2 separate regions of the Zea mays genome follow, and region 2 is linked to region 1. Evidence: chromatin contacts called from public Hi-C data. All regions are on one chromosome and are shown on one strand. The core of a region is the stretch at or near the end of the contact, and the rest is flanking DNA. Distances in the headings are between cores, read along the strand shown.

What was found. A called contact is a pair of places that touch in the nucleus more often than the background predicts.
Region 2: a contact with region 1 is called in a Hi-C map of tassel, with 4 times the contacts expected there. The contact joins the promoter of LOC103653182 here to the promoter of LOC100277246 in region 1. A contact is called at or near these places in 2 of 25 Hi-C or Micro-C datasets (bundle sheath and tassel).

Annotation. Positions count from the first base shown.
Region 1 is chr4:44,015,955-44,019,499 of Zm-B73-REFERENCE-NAM-5.0, forward strand. LOC100277246 reads left to right here and starts at 1,369. Exons shown (of 13, transcript NM_001150871.2): 1 at 1,369-1,705; 2 at 2,644-2,771; 3 at 2,855-2,926; 4 at 3,009-3,122. The coding sequence starts at 1,504.
Region 2 is chr4:44,320,530-44,324,068 of Zm-B73-REFERENCE-NAM-5.0, forward strand. LOC103653182 (cyclin-dependent protein kinase inhibitor SMR1) reads left to right here and starts at 1,483. Exons shown (of 1, transcript XM_008680144.3): 1 at 1,483-2,338. The coding sequence starts at 1,584. The coding sequence ends at 1,904.

The sequences.
Region 1 (3,545 bases), core at 119-2,618:
CTCCATATGCACACGGTTGAAACTAAATATCACCTCCCTTTTTTGTTTTCTAGCGGCTACCTGACAATATCCAGATTTATCATGTGGGCAAGTAACTTTGGTTGAATTAAGCAACAGTCTCTGTGAAACATTACTGGCTGGTTAGTATTGTTCATATGTCACGATGTATTTGGAAAAGATCATTACATCATCACAGATTATTTAGGGAACAAAAAGCTGACTGAAACAAAATATAACTCAAAAACAGTAATCTGTTTAAATTACTGTCAGTCACGCTCCATTACCTTGATGCTCCCATAAATGTTCTATGGATCGGAGCCTCCCTACCAGTCGCGCTCCATTGGATCAACCCGAACAAGATAATAGAGGTGGACTTACCCGCGGAAAAGAAAAAGGCGAGTATGTGAAGAGCGAAGACGTGCGAAGGTGTAGCAAAAGTGATTGACGACGCGAAAAAAGACCGAACGTGGGAGGAGCAATGACAGTCGAAGGCTGGCATCAAAGTACCCAAAACCTGAGGTGCTTGCAAACTACAGGATGTGGATGTTTAAAGCTCATTGATTGGAAACTGGCTTTTAGTTTGGACCTTAAAAAATTAAATGGGTAACTAAATTAAATTATAGAGCCCAAATATGAGACTTACACTTGGAGATACTTTAACTCCTTAAAAAAGTCCCCAAAACATATAATCACTGCGTCCCAAATTAAAATCCGTTTTACATTTTTTCTAGATTCATACAATAATTAATATAGGTGTTCTATATATAGGTTTATAATCATTCATATGAATATGAACATAAAACTATAGAGTTAAAACGACTACTATTTTAATATGAAGAGAGTATAAGATAAACTATTTTTCTAGATAAGCCATAAAATATTTGTCTCACGAAGCTCTTGAGAAATAGCCCTCCCAAACACCCATCAAAGATTGTCTCCTTGCTAATAATTGTCAGTTGTCACTAAGTCTCTGACTTGTGGATCTATCTAAGTTTATAAAATATAGACTTGATGACAATTTTGCAAAGCCCAATCTTTTCAATGGCAAAAGTCCAACTAAATTTCTCATCTCCGAGCAAACCAACCAAAAAGGCAACGCTCGCTGGTTGGAAACCACGAGCGGAGCCTCGCGGCCGATACCGTCACGCCACCTGACACCTGCGCGGCGTCCCTGGTCCCACTGCGCCGTGACTCCAGGATCATACGTGTCCCACGTCTCGGGACCCAATAGCTATCCGCCACGTGGGCCCTCTCCCCGCCACGGCGCCACGTACCATGTCACGTGCCCCTGCCCGCTCGCCCCCGCGCGGCGTCACCAAAATGATCTGCACGGCGAACGCGAGTCTCCTAAACGATACCGGGCGGGCAGGCACACGAGCGCGAGCACGCACGAGTTCGCGAGTCCCCCTGACCCCCACGTGCGCGTCGTTGGAACCAAGGATTGGATTAGCCTCGCCGACGACGAGGAGAGAAGAGCTGGTGGCTGGCGAGGGGCTCGCGGGGATGGGGATCTCGAGGCCCCTGGCGCTCCTTCTGGCGCTGCTGATCGCCGTCGCCGGCGCGACCGCCGAGGAGCCCGTAGTGGCGGCGGACTCGGTGGCCGGCGCGGTGGAGGCCGCGGCGGCGCTCAGGGTGGAGGAGGCTGCGGAGGCCGCGGCGCTCAGGGCCGAGCTGGAGCAGCTCCGGGCGAAGATCTCCGCCTTAGGTCAGTGCCCAAGGTTTGAATCCACGTGGCGCGCTTGATTTTACTGTCTGGATGTTTTGGCCTGGGACGGGTTGGTGGTGGAATCGTCGAGTTCATGCCGCGCAGCTAGGTTAATTTGTGCCGTTTCACTGGATTGACGCCGGTCCGGTGAGCTCTCCGGGGTTTAGGGCCCGATTCGTTGCGGCGAGGCGCGGTTTCGCGGTGGTTGGTGAGCTACCTGGATCTGTCTTGTTGGGGTTTTAGCTTCTGCCTGCTTCTAGTCGTCTGGATGGTGCGCGCGCGACAGTGCTCGATTGATCGTGTAGCTGGCGGGGTGCTGCGAGATTGTATTCGATTCTCTCGTGCTGATATCGACCGTGGGTTGCATAATTCTCCCTTTTTGGTATAAAATTGGATAATTCTATCTTTTTGAGGCAACTGCTTATTTTAGGGCCAACCCCCCCCCCCCCCCCCCCCCCAAAGCTTCCTCTTCTGTTTACATAGTAGCTTTGTTTCTGATTGCCGTTAACACAAAAGCTACAAAAGTTCACATATACCTCTACTGTTACAATTACGTCAGTGGGCGGTGGGCCAGTGTGTAATTGCAGCTGTTGTGCCTTTGCCATGGATGCTGATCCACTGCCATAATGCTTGGGGTCCTGCTTCATTGATGTGTACTAGAATCGAGTAGCTGGGGAAGTCTAGCAATATTAATTGCAGTAAAACAGTAAATTCTCTGAAGATGCCTGTACTATTGAAGAATGTAAACTCAAACTATGCCACGGCATGGAAATAGTAGTATCTTGTCATCGTGATATCATTCCTGTGATCCTGTCATAAGCAAAGCAATTTCCTTTACTTCGCCACTTTGTGATTCTTTATTAGCCTACCAGATTCATTCTAATTTTGATATCCCACGGGCCACGGGAACCATTATTGTGTTTGTTTTCTTGCTACAGAGTCAGACATAGCAGTGCGATCTCTCGAACTGAAGAATAAGGACGATGTCATCGTGAACCTAGAGAAAGCCATTGCGGAGAAGTCAAAGGCTATTACCTCTATGCAGGGCGAGATTGCTTCTCTCCAGGTAAAACACCACAGTTAGTTTTGAAGTTTGCACATTCTTACAAATAACTTTGCACTTATGCTTATGAGCTTATCTAAGTACAGGCAAAAGGATCTCTAGCTGCCGAGGAGCAGGCTAACAAGGCCAATGCCAAGGCTGTTGAACTTGAGAAGCAGGTATAGGCTATAAGAGTTCATGAACATTTGGAACGTGCTAGCAATGTGTTTATGATTTCTCTTTATTTTTTTCCTGTTCTAGATTGACAAGCTCAAAAAGGATATTCAAGCACAAAGTAGTCAGAAAGCAGCACTAGAATCTAGGGCCAACGATGCAGAGAACAAGGTGGAAAAGTTGAATGAAAAGCTTAATACAGTAAGCGCATAAACCTTCCTTGTCTATGGAATATTGAGTGACTTTTTTAAAGAAAAAAATCAGTGGTCAACTTCTTAGTTTCGTGTGCTACTGTAAGTGTATATGCCATCTGCTTTTCCCTTTCTAGTTGGCTATATACAAGCCTGCAACAAATTCTTATGACACTAGCAGATCAAACTAGATATCTGTACTAGAGTCTAAAGTCCATTGGAATTTTAAATTCTATTGAAGGCATTTGGTGAAGAACCATCCAACCAAATGGACATTTTAGATGTTGGATTACACTATACTTGTATTTTGTCGTTGCTAGATGCAAAAGGAAAGTGATGAGCAAAAACGCAAAATCAAGAAGACAGAACGTGCTCTTAAAGTCGCTGAGGTTTGCAATAAGTTTGTTTTACTATTAATGCACTTGTGTCCTGG
Region 2 (3,539 bases), core at 233-2,732, 300 kb after region 1:
TCCTTTTGTCTCGGCCGCCCGTCGCCGTTATTCCTCACGCCATCGTTGCCGGCCTAGCCTAGCCGAGCAGCAGCTTTGCATTGCATCGCTCTAGGCCTTTAGTTAGCCACGTCTCCCTCCCTCCCCACTCTCTCTCCTCCTTTTCTGTGCTAGCGATACACAGACACGTTCATGTCATGTCATGCGCACCACCACCCCACACGCGTGGCGTGAGGCGTTTGCGCTCGTTGCGTTGCGGCGCTGCATCTGCATGAACGGCGTCCCACCGAGCATGAGACAAGGGAATGCAAAGGATTTTATTCTCGCATGCAGATTTTGCCCACTGTCGTTTTCTTTCCTTTACTTTAACTTCATTTTTACAAGAAATTACTATTTTTCTAAATAAAAATAAACTAATATATTTCAGGAAAATAGAAATCGTTTAAGAAAATGAGTTTCCAAACTAGAGAGAGAAAACACTGAGTAAAGTAAGAGTTTTTTTTTCTTAATGACTAGCATTACATTTCTGCTTTTTTTTACCTTACGACGAGGACAGCTTTTAAAAACAGCACTACCAACCACACAGTATGATAATTTTTTTTACATTATGAGGATGACTTTAAAAAACTTCTACAAAAACGTACTGTTCTCTCTCACTGTACAATAATCAACGCATAATTTCAGTCCTACTATAAAACTTGCCTTATAGGTTTAGTGCGGCAACGCTTTATTTTAGAGTTTTATCATCATGATTCCTGTTAGCTATATGGTGATTAATTGTTGTGGAACGAAGGAATTAGGGCCTGTTTGTTTACCCCCATGAATTATATAATCTGGATTATTTTTGGAGGATTATATAATCTGGATTATATAATCTGAGTAGTCCTGTTTGTTTACCCAGATTATTTGAGTTGTTAATAGGATTCTTTTGTATGAGGAAGACAAGAATACCCTCTATATTTGTACTAGGTTGAAACTCATATATGAAAAAAAAATAATTCAATTGACATTGGCAAATATTGCATTAGCAATATTATCACGGAAGGCATTCATGTCACCTTCTTCATCTCCAAATTGACTAGTACTAGGCGCAAAAACGATTCGGTGGATTATAATGACAATGGTGGGTAATTTCTAGGAAACTTGAAAGGGTAGTGGGGAAGTGGGAAAAAAATAATCTGAAATAAGCACCTCCTCACTTGCTTATGGATTATCATAATCCAAGGGGTTAGATTATATAATCTGGGCAAATAAGCTGGACTGTTTGTTTGCCTCTTAGGATTATTTAATCCAGATTATATAATCTGGGGGGTAAACAAACAGGCCCTTATATTGAAATGATGCCAAAAGAGGTTTTTTCCCCTTCTTCTTTGCGTGTTTACCAAAACCATCCACTATCTTTAACACGGAGCAAAGTGGATGGTTGCAATAAAGCCGGGCCCACAGAAAAGTCGATCGGCTGCCTCTCTCTCCGACAAGTATTTAAAAGCCTCGGCGGCTTGGCGCTAGCCGCTACCGCCTTGTTGCATTCTATCTATGCGTTGTCCTTAGCTTGTCCGCCCGCCCCTCCCTCGTCTTACCTCCTCCTCTCTACGGCCGGCCAGATGAGCTCCACGGCCATCGACGTCCTCTCGGCGCTGCCGCCGATCAGGACCGCGGCGCCGGAGCCGGGTGCGGAGAAGAAGCAGCAGGAGGAGGACGGCTCGGAGGCCCAGGAGCCGGAGCCCACGACGCCGACGTCGGAGGCGAGCAGGCTGCGGCCTCCGTCCGAGTGCCCGCCGGCGCCGAGGAAGCCTGCGCGGCCGCCGTCGACGCCCGCCAAGCGCAGGTTCCCGGCGCCGCGCCGCGCCTTCTTCCCCGTGCCGCGCGACCTCAACGCCGTGTTCCGCGCCCTGCCGCCCAAGAAGCGGATCCGGGCGGGCTGACGGCCGGGCCGGTCCGCGCCGCCGCGGCTCAAGCGGCCGCTTCCAATTGGGTTCTAGCTACCTGGCGTACGTGCAGGACGACGACGACGGCAGGCATCCACTCCTGTACTCCGCCAAAGGCCAGCCGCGCGCGTGTGGTGCACTCGTCCTTCAAGGACCATGGCGTCAAAACGCAGTCTTGGGAGTTTCTTGCACACCTTGGTTTGTCCTTCCGGCATGGTACAAACTACAGACTCGAGATCCAGAGTTCTCGTACAAATCGTGGGTTAGGTTCATTATTTGCGTGGAGGAGTAAAAACTGTAGAACTGGACAAGGCTATTGTTTATTTACATACGGATCATGAATGGGAAGAATTAATGGAAGAAAATTCCCGAGGATGGATCCGTTTCAGTATATTCGTCATTATAAAACTAAAGCTCACAGTTTGCCAAAACCATGCACAAGTGTGCTTGTCATGGATGGATCCATGGAGCATGCAAGGAAGGTGGGGATGGATGGGAAACGTGAGCAGGCCAGGTACTTTGTGCACTTTTGTCCCGGCCGGCACAGCGGCACTGCACAGGTATGTTGCAGCAGGTTTGTTTTGTGTTGTTCTTCAGTTCTGTTGACAGATGGCAATGGCAGAGGTGATTGGTGGTCGAAGTTGTGCTGTGATGTGCATATGCATTGCCTGTAGTTTAGTTTGGATAGACGCAATCGCCGATTAGTGAATTACTTGTTTTTTTTTTAAAAAAAAGAAAACCCTAGTGGATTGGTTGTTAGCTACGGTATATATATAAAAAATAATACTCCACTTGGTTAGATGATCTCACAAAGACTAAGATTGTTTCCAGCAACGACCCCTATATCTATTTTTTACAATCTCTTCTAAAAGATTTCATCCTCTATAAATTTATATCTTATTTCTCTTCAACAACGTCATCTAAATCATATCCTCTATACGCAAATATCTATATCAGAGACATTTTTTATTTTTAAATTTTTATACATATGTATTTTTTTATACTCTCAAATGTATTGTACATATTTTAGTTTTGCTAAACCGGTTGTTTAAAGTATTTAAATGGATAGAAGACTGTTTAGAGAAAACTATACATATACCACATGATTGGTTGAATGCTCCTCAGCAACCAGTCTCTATTCGTGTGTTGACTGCTCCCCAACGTTTGATTGGAAGGCTACATATGGATGACCGTGTATAGGCTAGATTAACGCTTTTTTTGTTGCATGCACATAAACGGAGAAAAGCTATGTTTGTGGAGAGATAGGCTTGCGCGAGCCTTGTACGGATTGCGCATCCAACCAATCATATGGATATAGAGAATCAGCAGCGTCGTCTAAAGTTAGAGGACCGTTTGATCCTCTATATTTAGGGTAGAGAAGCCTTTACCGACTATGTTGGAGAGAGCCTAACAACTAATCCTCCTGCTGTCAAACCAGTTCTAGCATGTACCCTGCTCTGCTTCTCCTGGGACTAGGAGGGAGCAGTAACGAGTCAGCAGACGGGGGCATGCCTGCAGTTCTGTACCCTCTGCAGGCCGGCCGACAGGTGGTTTGGCCACGAAGCCCGGGCGATCAATGCAGGGCTCCCAGGTCAAACGGGTAGGTAGCCCCAGCAGAGTAGAGGCCGGCAC